Regions from separate parts of the Gossypium hirsutum genome. Here regions 1 and 2 are each linked to region 3. A link is a contact called in public Hi-C data. All regions are on one chromosome and are shown on one strand. The core of a region is the stretch at or near the end of the contact, and the rest is flanking DNA. Distances in the headings are between cores, read along the strand shown.

What was found. A called contact is a pair of places that touch in the nucleus more often than the background predicts.
Region 1: a Hi-C map of leaf shows a contact between it and region 3, with 1.9 times the contacts expected there. The contact joins the promoter of LOC107903935 here to the promoter of LOC107902966 in region 3. A contact is called at or near these places in 6 of 34 Hi-C or Micro-C datasets (callus, hypocotyl and leaf).
Region 2: a Hi-C map of leaf shows a contact between it and region 3, with 1.8 times the contacts expected there. The contact joins the enhancer-like site here to the promoter of LOC107902966 in region 3. A contact is called at or near these places in 10 of 34 Hi-C or Micro-C datasets (anther, callus, hypocotyl and 2 more).

What each region holds. Positions count from the first base shown.
Region 1 is chrD05:35,716,029-35,720,118 of Gossypium_hirsutum_v2.1, reverse strand. It overlaps LOC107903935 (protein UXT homolog), which reads left to right and starts at 2,593. Exons shown (of 7, transcript XM_016830156.2): 1 at 2,593-3,095; 2 at 3,289-3,385; 3 at 3,515-3,544; 4 at 3,705-3,806. The coding sequence starts at 3,294. It overlaps LOC107903934 (40S ribosomal protein S6), which reads right to left and starts at 715. Exons shown (of 4, transcript XR_001686019.2): 1 at 373-715; 2 at 1-85.
Region 2 is chrD05:36,058,272-36,062,180 of Gossypium_hirsutum_v2.1, reverse strand. No RefSeq gene overlaps it. Among protein-coding and RNA genes, the nearest start is that of LOC121217385, 12 kb to the left of the region's middle. Within about 2 kb of position 1,395, at least 8 of the 9 cell types and tissues checked have an H3K27ac peak or open chromatin away from gene starts, as enhancers often do. A contact at or near this core is called in hypocotyl and leaf, where this site is marked.
Region 3 is chrD05:35,884,990-35,888,879 of Gossypium_hirsutum_v2.1, reverse strand. It overlaps LOC107902966 (PLASMODESMATA CALLOSE-BINDING PROTEIN 3), which reads right to left and starts at 1,484. Exons shown (of 4, transcript XM_016829059.2): 1 at 1,013-1,484; 2 at 618-860; 3 at 499-529; 4 at 80-358. The coding sequence starts at 1,064. The coding sequence ends at 151.

The DNA of each region.
Region 1 (4,090 bases), core at 1,344-3,843, 170 kb after region 3:
TTGAAATAGAATTGATGTGATAATCATGAGCATGGTCGTATACTCGTCGACATCTAGCCACTAGGTTGGTCTCTTGACTTGTTACCTAGATATAGTGAAGATTAAAAGTTAGTGCAGAGTGATCAAGAAGCATTTAGACAACAAAAGAAATGTTCATGATTACTCAAAAACAAAATCCTAACACTCTCCTCCTGCCAGAGAAAAAGAGAGGATGGTCTCCTGAATGTGGGTTTTGAATGGGAGAGGAAAATCCTCCAAAGAGAAGCAACGGTGGTGGAGAAGAGGAGAAAATATACAGAATAAATAATGATAAAAATCAATCCCATAATAAAGACAAACAAAAATATACAGAGAAGAAAAAGATAAACTCACCGGTGGTGGAGAAGAGGAACAAAGAACCAGAGACTTCTTCAGTGGAGAAGAGGAACAAAGAATCGGCAGAGGAACAAAGAACCAACAATGAAAAGAGATGGAAGCAAAGTGCATTTTGAATGAAAACAAAGAACCATCGTTGTTTGTGTGTTGTGTGGCTAAAAAAGTAAGACTAGCCCAAAAGCACTTCTTGGCTGAAAAAGCTAAAAAAATCTCATTTTTCATCTGCCCAAAAGCACTTCAAAAATGCTGGAAATTTGCAAGAGATGAAGTTCGTTCTTTATTTCTTTTTAGAGAAAAGTGCTTGTACATGTAAAAGCCCATCTCAGATGCAATAAAGAACGAAGCCTTAGTCTAGTTCGACCCTGATTAAATACTAAAGTTACATATTTTATGTAATTAATTTGGTTAATTTATGAAAGTGCACCACTAATTTTACCATATTTATTGAATTTTGTGCAGGAATGTAATTTGGGGCTAAATAGAAGAAAAAAGAAACAATTGGGCTAGATTGAAGAAAGAAGCAAAGAAGGAGGGCCAAAGAAGAATTTTTCCAAAATTAATTAGCTGAAATTTTTGAGTTGGTGGGAGAATATTTTGGGATTTATTTTATTATAGGATATTTTTCCTTAATTTCCTATGACTAGTTGGCTCCTAATTTAGTAAATCCTCTAGTATAAATAGAGCTTGTATTGTTCATCATTTCATCAATCAAAAAATTATTAAGCTCTTGTCTTTCAATACATTCTCTCTTTTCTCACGTAGCATTGTTGTTTCTTTAGTTTCCTTTCCTTCAATTTTTTCCAGTAGCTAATCACCAAATCAAGCCATTTGCAATTTCCTTTTTTTTTCAATTCTTTTCCAAATAGTCAACCACCCCATTTTAATATATTCCAACCCCCATACTCAAACACATCACCCATCTTTTCACCCATTTACCTTAATTAATTTATCAAATACCAACATGTCCCAAACCTTAGCCAACTAAACCCATTTTCAGCTTTAGGCCTAAATTAGCCTCGTCAAAACCTGTGAGTTACGAACCCGAGCCATTTAACTCCTAAAATTCCAGTACTTATTACTTCTCCGGATTAAGAGTGTGATTTTGTCAGCTCATAAAGTCAGATAAACACTAAGTCAAAAAAGACGTCGTTTGATTTAGTGTGGTTAGACGTACAGTTGGAATTCCAAAAGGAACGTTTCCAATCGGTTTTCTGTGAACACATTGGCGTGCCAAGTGGAGATTGCTGTTTGGTTCCGTCAAGGGAAGTAGTAACCGGATTTAAATGTCCCACGCGGTTGAGCACATTGGTTCGAGCTAGGCTCTTCTAGAACGCAAAGCTGCCGGAGTACTAAATCACGAACGTTTCGTGGTTGTTCGATCGGTAAGGGTTAGTTATTGGACGTTCCATAACTAATTTACACAAGGAAGAGTAGGTGTCCGAGGCGTCCTTGGTAGCTATAACTAGCTTATTGGAAAAGAGGAGTTCATCCAATTTCGAGGATCAGTTTAAAGACGAGAAAAATTCGTGTCTAAAGCTGAGCTCATTCTAATTAATTTTTCTTAATATTTATTTCACGGTTTTTATTATTCTGTTTTCAACCTTTACTTTTGATGTTATTTTTCTGTTAATTTCAGGTTTTCAAATTTTTATCCCCCCGAACGTCTTGGGCACGACAGCTGCCCCAACATAAATCTGGTCAAACGAGCAACAATTTACAGTAAACCAGTCTCTGAGGGATCGACCCTACTCCCTATACTGCATAATTTGCAAATTAAGGCGTAGGTTTATATTGGTGGATTCGACACCCATCAGACCCAAGTTTATTAACTCCAAATTTTTACCCTTATTCCCCACTTCCCAGCAAACCTAGTCCCGATATTCCCCTTTTCTTTCCCTTTCCAATCATTATTTCCCCTTAATCCTTAACATTTTCCTTGTTTCTTTGTCATTGCCATCACTGTTGCTTATCTTCATTTTACTACTTTTCGCTGATTTTAATTTCTTTATTTTTGCAGAAAATATTGACCGCGAGAATTTTTGATCTTTCACCCATTGTTCCTTTCATTTCCTTTTCACGATCATTCCTTTCCCTTTAGATCTACGCTTCCTTATTTGAACCCAATTTTGTTATCTTTTTACTACTTTCGAAAGTTTGGGTTTTTTTGGTTGCTTTGCTTTTTATTCATTTTGATTCCATTTGGATTCAATTCGATCGAGGGAAAAATCATTTGGATTCTCTCTTTCGATACTTTAGACTTGTTATTTTCGATTGAATCGGAAAAAAAGAAGAAACAAAGATTGATTAGAGTGGATTGATGAAATTAGGGTAAAAAAAGGTCGAGCCCGAGTTTAATATATATAATATGGGCCAGACTTAAACAAAAATATCAATCTATTTTTTTGGGCCAGCCTGGGTCTACCAATTAGGACTGAAATTTTGATTAAACCCGGCCCGCATTAATTTTTTTATAATAAAAATAGATAAAATTTTTAATATAACTATAGATTTACTAAGAGGTTACTATTTTTATCGGTATTTGCTAATAATAACAACATTTGGGCGCCTTTTTGCTTCAAACAGCAACTCTCCTCAACTCGATATATATGTTTTTTCTTTTTCTACCTTCCCCTTTTTAGTATTGTAGTAGGGCTTCCCTTCTTTTCCTACCTTCAAACATCCGGAGGAGACGTTCAATCGGCCGGCCCTCGACAGGTGAGGTGAGCCACTTTCGCTTTCAAAAGGCACTTACTTTTTTTTTTTTGGGGGGGGGGGGCTTATCTGCTAGATACAACCAAAAAGCTCATGCCTTTTAGCCGTTCGATGAAATGCCTAAACCAGAATTTTCGCTGAAGCCCGATTTGAAGACAGGTTTACTTTAATTTACTTTAATATTATTTTTTCACCGGGCAGAAGAAATGGACAGCTTACGCCAGGAGAAAATACAGAAATTCGAAGAATTTGTTGATCGCCGCCTTAAACCTGATCTTGTTCATGCTATTGTTGAACGGTATGAATTGACAACGTTCCCATTTTTCCTCTACTAATATTTAGCCTGCTTTTTTTATTTATATATTTGAACACCAAAAGTAAAAGGAATAACGACATTGCTAATCATATTTTCCCCATATTTTTGCAGCGACAAAATCTTTGACCAGCAAAAAATTTTGTATCCTTTTATTTAGAGACGAATTTGTTCCTTTTTGAGTAACAAGGACACAGTTTTTAAGAATTTTCAATGCTAATTTTTTTTCCCTCAATGGGGTTTCTTTTTTGTTGCTGAAAGATTAGAGCTTTGTATCTGTTTACTTTGACACTTTTTCATGTAGCTCTGATTTGCGGAAGAACATAGAAAATTTAGAGAAAAACAGTGTAACTAGTCTTCGGACCTTGGTTAATCTCGGGTCTGAAGTGTACATGCAAGCAGAAGTGTAAGTTTTCTATGTCTATCGTTTCTGGTTTATCATACACCTGTTTTTACTTTACTTTTGTACTAATGTTTACTCCATTTTCCTTTTCAGAATTAAAAAAAATTACTGCAATTTATGCATTTATTTCGTGATTTTCACATTGTCATAGTATCATGAAATAGGATTATTCATGTTTTATATGCCCTTTACTTGTTTTTGGTTCAAGGGTGAGCTTGTATGTAATGTACGGTTAAAACTTAAGACTTCTGTTGAACTTTGTGATTGCAATTGGATTTTGACTTAAG
Region 2 (3,909 bases), core at 146-2,645, 170 kb before region 3:
TTTTACTCAATTCGACTTGACTCGATTAAATACTCACCCCTACCATTTTGTGAAAAAGATGAATGAGCCATTGCCAATAGGGGATTTTGTGATGGGTGCTAGTGATGTTGTATCAAACAGTGATGTAGGTTGGGCGACGAAGAAGGTTCGAAGGTGGCCAGACATGCCACCGGATGTAGAGGACCCGACGGTGGATGGTAATGTTCGAAAGGTTCAATCACCGCAAACTCCTAAAGCATCTTATAAATCAACGTTGATGGGTTCAGCTACACTTCCAATGCAGATTGATAATTTTGAAGAAAATTTTGAACTACTGGATGGATATGTGATGACTGAGGTGGTAGATGGTATTCCGTCTATCACGTTTTCGGTTCGAGTTCAAAAGTTCATTGAGCGGAAAATGGCGAGAACTATTGTTGTGAAGTTGTTAGGGAGGAAAATTGGTTTCAATGCTCTTCTAAACAAAGTTTCATCGTTGTGGAGTTTGAGATGTTCTTTCCAGCTTATAGACTTGGAAAATGATTTTTTTCTTGGTGCGTTTTCAGGATGATGATGATTATCATAAGATATTGACATAGGGTTCTAGGGTAATTTATGGACAGTATCGGACGGTGAGGCCATGGTCACCGAATTTTTCAACTTCTCAAAACGAAGTGGACATTCAAGTATTTTAGGTAAGGTTACCCAGTTTACCTAAAGGTTACTACTCAGGTTTTCTCATCTGGGCTATCAGGAAAGTCATAGGTCCGGTGATCAAATTAGATGAACGAACAGGCAATGCTTGCAGGGGAAGATTTGCTCAATTAGTCGTGTACAACAAATCGAATATGAATCCTTGTCAATTGTTTGTTTCAAATGTAGTTTCTATGGGCATAATTCGAAATTATGTTTGACACAAAAAGTGCTTTCGCCAGAAAGTGAGTCTGGAAAATCCATCCCAGTGGTTGAGGAGGTTAGTCTTCAACATCAGGTGGAGGAGTAGCCTTTTGGATCGTGGATGCTAATAGAGCACCGTCAAAGAGGTAGAACCCGTAACATGAGGGCAGCCAAAAAAGAGACGAACAATAACTCTTTTTGCGGGTCACGGTTTGCGACTATTACTAAAGATCCGAAAATTATGGAGTCTGGGATTCGTACCCAAATTGATGGTGAGAAACATGGAGATATTGAGGAGATGTAAAAGGGACTAGAGATTGCTGGTGTAGATATTGGTTTAATTGCCAAAGATAACACCATGGGGAAGAATATGGTTTCTATTGGAAAGAATAAAGGAGTAATAATTCGCAATGGAGTTAAATCATAAGTCCAAAGTGGTAAAACATAGAATGGGAGTGTGGGCTCCCTTTTTAATTCTGGGTTTGTAAAACAGGCTGGTGGCAATCCACATGTCCAAATGGGATCTAGGATTTTGAAGCCTAATAATAGTAACGTGGGTTCATTTAATTATGTTGGACCAACTGTGTCTGTTGATAATCTTACAATGTCCCAAAATTATGTGAGTAGTAGGAATGGGAATACATCTTTCAAACCCGTTATTGTTCATTCAAATTTGGATAAGGAGAAGCATAAGGTGGTGCAGGCCACCGAAAAAGAAAATGCTAGTATAATTTTAGAAAGGAAGAGCAGTGTCTTTTTATTCGGGGATTGGATAATGGAAGGTTGCGATCCTCCGTGCGCACGTTAGGTGAAGGGGATTTTGAACGAGACAAACCACCTGATGGTAGATTAGTTGTGCACAACCCAGATACAGTAGAGTTATCGGAAGCAATAGAAGGGATTGTTAAACAATTAGAACGGGATACTGAAGGAGATGTTATGACGGATGATCGGTTCGGAGGGCCGAAAGTTATGGTGGTTAACACTACCGGAAATGGGTATTTAATGAAGTGGAGTACTGTATTGTTTTTTTGGTTTGTAGTGTATGCTATTTTTGTTTATGGATAATAAATTATTATTTTAGAATTGTCAAGGGGCCGGGCATCCCCGGTTCCATAATTTTGTTGCTGAATACAGAAGGGAATGTTTTTCAGATTTAATTTGTCTATTTAAAACGAGGATAAGTGGAATACGAGACGATGAAGTTATCTCAAAAATGGATTTCCCTAATTCTTTTCGTATTGAAGCGAATGGGTTTGTAGGAGGAATATGGTTCTTGTGGAGTGACAATATTTTAGTAGACATATTGGAATTGCATCCTTAAGCGATTCACATGAAAGTTCGATCCAAGGACAGTGCTACTATTTTTTTTTGCACTGTTATTTTATACGAACCCTCAAACGTCCACAAAACGCGCTCTTTAGCAGTTTTTAGATGTACTTGCAGCCTCGATGGTTGGGCCATGGATTATTGCTGGTGATTTCAATTCATTTCTGGATAATTTGGAGAGGATGGGGGTGCAAGAAAATCAAGAGCTGCTTGTAGGTTGTTCAACTCGTTTTTGTTTAACAGTGGGCTTAGGGATTTGGGGTTTAGTGGCCTTCAATTTACCTGGAGAAGAGGGACTTTATCTCAATGATTGGATAGAGCAGTGTGTAAAGCAAAATGGAAGTCTTTTGCACCTACCTGTTCGATTCGAAATATGCATAGGTTAAAATCAAATCACCAAGTGATCTTAGTTTCTCTTAGCCAAAATGTGGTTAGTGGTGTCTTACGAGTTGGATATTGCATCCTGAATTCAGAACTCTTCTTACTGAAAATTGGCAAGTTGATGGGGAGGTAGTCAAGAATTTGGATAATTTCTAGAACTTTGTTCAGGAGTGGAATAAATGCATCTATGGTAATATTTTTGTGCGTAAGTGTTAATTAATTTTGGAATTAGAACATATCTAATGAATAATAGAGTTTCGAAAGTCTTCGAGGCTACGCGACTGAGAATTAGAGTTCCGACAACATATAGATGAGGTTTTGAAATATGAGGAACTCCTTTGGTTTCAAAAATCGAGAGTAGCGTGGTTCCATAGTGGGGATAGGAATACAAAATTTTTCCATAGTTGCACTCTTGCTAAGAGGAGGAGGAATAGAGTTGAAGGTCTTAAATTTGCTAATTGGGATTAGTGTTTTGATAATGAGGTGCTAATACAACATGTGGTGGGCTTCTTTAAACATCTATATTCTGTTGGTCGTTCTGTTGATGGAGTGTCTCCATGTCAAAGTAAGTTCCCTCTATTGTCAATGGCTGATAAGGAGAGTGTTGGTGCAAGAGGCAGCAGCAAGGTGTTTCTAGTCTTGCTTGAGTAGTAAGCCTCGAGGCTTGGTGAAGAAGCAAACTCGGAAGCAGAAAACAGAAAGATGAAGCTAGCAAGTGAAAAACAGAAAAGAGAGAAAGAGATTGAATGAAAATGAGCTGATATCTTTCATTAAGCAAGTCAACAAGGCATTAAGCCATTACATATATCAGTCAACAAGTAAAACAAACAAGTAATCACCTAATAACATACCTAACACCACTAAATTGCCTAGTAACTTGGTAAACTTGATTGAAAAATAAAAAGCTTCTACCTAAACTTGTCATTCAGCACCTAATTACATCAAAATGCAGCTACCAACTAAGTTTGATCCTAACTAAATACAAAACATTCAATTAAGGAAACTAAATGGATAGCTTCAGCTTGCTGCACACCATGGCACCACTGCCAGCTGCGATTCCAGAAGCATGACCACCTTTGCATGTCGTGCATGGCCACCTTTGCATGGGAACTAAACTTAACACTCCTCCTTAGTTTCCATGCTAGTAACACCTAATTCCCTTTTGAATTTAACAAATTTAGACACATTGAGTGCCTTTGTGAAGATATCAGCAATTTGCACTTCTGAATTGCAATGAATCAGCTCGATTTCATGAGCTTGTTCCATCTCCCTTATAACATGCAACTTAATATTGAAGTGCTTGGTTCTGCCATGAAAAATGGG
Region 3 (3,890 bases), core at 235-2,734:
CAAAAGGGAATCAAAGTCCAAAGCATTTTTTCACACAAAAAGAAAGGGACCTAGAGAAGGGTTTGACTCTAGCTCATATATCTCTAAACCCAACAATGTCAATTATATTTTATTTATATGCCAAAATCTAATATACAACTCTCCTTTACATCAAAGACAGCCCTGCATTACAATCCAAAGGGTGATGAAAAACGTGAACAAAATGTTGTTAATGCTTGTGAAGAGAGCAACAGCATGATTTGGCTCGTTGATGCCTGTTGTTGTTCCTGTTGGGCTAAAGGCGGTACCTGTGCCACCGCCTAAACTCGTTGGAGTCCCGGCAGTTGTTGGAGTGGTGGCCGGGGTTGTGCCTGTGCTACTGCATAACATTTAGCAACAAAAAACTTTTAATATATTGAACATAATGGGTGCTTAAAAAAGAATGAACCATGTATTTTGAGATCTCAGTGCATGCTGCATGGTCAAGAAGTTGAAAATGTTGAGATCTAATAACCATACCTTGATGGATAGGTGCAAGTGGAGGGAATATCTACAAAAACAACAGAGAAATTATTTTTAAAAACAATTAACTTGGGAAAAAAAGAAAGAAAATTTTGGTAAAAGAAAGGGAGTTTTACTTGCAGGAGGGTTGGCACTAACTGAAGCAGTGCCAGCAAAATCACAGCTTCCTGTAACTTGACCTTTGTTTTGAAAATAACTATTGACAGCATAATTGCAGTGATCTTTAACAGTGTTGGGATTATAGCAAGCACCATTTTGTTGAATTGCAGAACAATCAGCTCCATTTCCACATGCATAATCCAGGGTCGTTTGAAGAGCTTGATCACCCACTCCATCATTACATAAACAATAAGTCGCACCTGCAAACCAAAATATAAAAAAAACCCCCTTTTTTATAAAAAAAAATTACAATGAAGATCGAAAGATTTCCTATTGAAAAAAAAATGGGCTTTTCTTATTCTTTGCATTCAACCCAAAGAAAAGAAAAAGAGAGAGAGAGCAAGGAACTTACTTGAATGGCCAGTCATGGCTAAGAAAAGCACTAGACAAACTAAAGGAGCCATGGCTGAACTTGATTGAAATCAAAGAGAGCAGATCAGAAGAAAGAAAGAAAAAGAGATGTAGATTTCAGAAAACAATAAGAAAAAACAAAAGGATGACGGTGGGTGGTGCTGACAGATGATATTCAAATTCAAGGGAATCTGGGTTTCTTTATTACGGCAAATATACTATGTCTTAAAAAACACCCTAGACAAAAGTCTATTTCATTGCATGTATGTTTTTATTTTCTGGGAAGCTGAGCAAAAGCCCTTTTTTTTGTTTAGCCCAAACTTGTCCTATCATTGGGTTCAGGACCCTTTATGTTCTTTTAGATCTTTTTCTAGATGCGCTGTCGCAGCTTCCACCGTGTCCGTGGGTGTTGCTTGTTTTACTTTCTGGTATTATACTTAAAATGAATATCATAATTTAAGTCCTTCATTTTATGGACGCAAAGTGGGAGATGTGGTTAGGTGATTGGTGTGAGCCAAAGGGCAGCACAAGACTTTGGTAAGGGAATGAAATTTGAAGTTTTGTGGTTGCTTTGAGAAAGGGACATCAAAACATACGCAAAACATTTATATTACATCATCTGTTGAATGTATTGTATTAATTTGGTGTCGGTTTCATTATCGTATTCAAAATTACATGTTTGGCCAAATTAAGACCCACCGAACAAGTATACAGCTAAATGCCACATGCATGGACTTAGCCCATTAATTTATAACTCAAGCTGACACAAGTATCTTATGATCTGGCGTGCTAAATCATGTTTATATTGGACTCTTTTACATTTAATTATGTATTGTTTGATTTAATGATGCTTCCTTTCGTCACATATATTTTTCATATTTTAAACTTTTCAACACAAATAATTTACATTATATTGTAATATATTTAACTTTTCATATCATATAAACGGAAAAAATGTATTATAGCTGATATATATACGTTGGGTATTGTAGTAAAGGCACATTATACTATCATGTAGAGGCAGAGTTAGGGGACTAGTAGGGGCCTCGACCCTCTTAAAATAGAAAATTTTTCATTTAACCTCTTTTATAATTGATGTAAAATTACACTTTGGCCTCCCAAATGATAAATTTTTTATTTAATTCTTTAAAAATTATAAATATATAAATTATTAAAATGGTGAAATTATATTTTTACTATCATAAAAAAATATACAATTTAATTCCGTCCCAGAAAAAATTTTCTAGCTTCGTCGATGCTTTAATGGGATAATACAAGTTTGAATCTTGGAGATACATTATTGGGAACCAAAAATTCCCGAAAATATTAGTTTTTATGAATCGTAAAAAGGACATAAATGATATCTTGATTATTTAAACTTTTAAGTTGAGCTAAATTCAAGCTTTTAATATTAGAGTCCAAACCCAACAAATATTTTAAATAAGTTTAATTTTTTTTCTTAATTAAAGGGTAGATTTGGATGACGGTGCGTTTACCTGTGGCAAGGTGAAGCTAGAAAAAAATTTTAGGGGGGCCAAAGTGTAATTTTACTTTTACTAATTTAAAATTTTTAAAAAAATTTAGGGCCTAAATAGCAATTTTACATTTAAGGGGGGCCGGGGCCCCTGCCGGCCCCCTAGATTCGCCTCTAACCTGTGGTTAGTGTAAAAACAATGGCAGCAGTGAGATTAGATAATATAGCGTGAGACAAAAAATAAACTAACTGCACCACCCCACACCGCCTATCCAAATCCACCCTAAGTCTGTTGTTTATTTTAATATTTTTATTTAAACTCTCTCAAACTTTGAGCCTGCCTTCGAATTTGAATAGATAACCTATCCTTGAGCAAATCTATATGGGTTTATTTTTTTTATTGAAATCTTTTTTTTTTGTCCTAGTACTTTTATCTAAGCTTTTTCGAATTTCAATTCAGCCTTCAAGTATAAACAAGTAACTCAAGAACAGATGTATGTTTGAATAAGCGAGTGAAGCATGGGGAGAGAAGGTGTAACGACCTGATAGTCAAGGGTGTCAGAAATTATATTCTTGGGACTCCATTTCCATAAATTGGACTCGTAAATATTTTTAATAAATATTTATAAAGTTAGTTGTGTAGTTAATTAGGTTTTGGTTAAGTGAATTTACTTGAATTAAAAGTAATTAGGTATAAGAATTAAATCTCATGAGTTAAAAGTTGAATTATAAATTAAAAATTAATTAAAGGGCCAATGTAGTAATTATACCTATATATATAGTGGACGGCATATATTATAAAAATATGTTATAATATTAAGAAATCTTAATTATTAAGTTAAATGTATATATATAATAATAATAATAATAATAATAATAATAATAATAATTAGTATAGTAAAAAGAAGAAAGAAAAGAAAGAAGAAAAGAAGGAGAACGCACGGCCTTAGGGTTTTTAAGGCTTAAAGTTCAATTGGTTAGTTAATTTAGTCTCTTTTCTTATAATTTTTATATTTTTGAAATTCCAGTACCTAGGGCTACCCGACCCATGTTGAAATTTTATCAATTGTTAACATTTTAAATGTTGTTAATGTTGAATAGTTTTAGTATTAGGGATTAAATTGATATATTTTTAAGCAAGAAATAGAAAATGATTAAATTGTAGAACAAATTGTAAATTTTGAGTAATAGAGACTAAATTGTGAAAAATTCAAAATTTAGGGGTTTAAGTGAAAATAGAAAGTTAAATTTATTTTAAAGTGAAATTTGTATGAAAATATAGAATTAAATGTAAAGAATAAAAATTAGTATCGGTTTAGAGACTAAATTGGAATTTAGGCTAATATTGAGTAAAAATTGAAATATTCAATATGAAATTGAATTGTGTTGTATTGATGAATTTTAA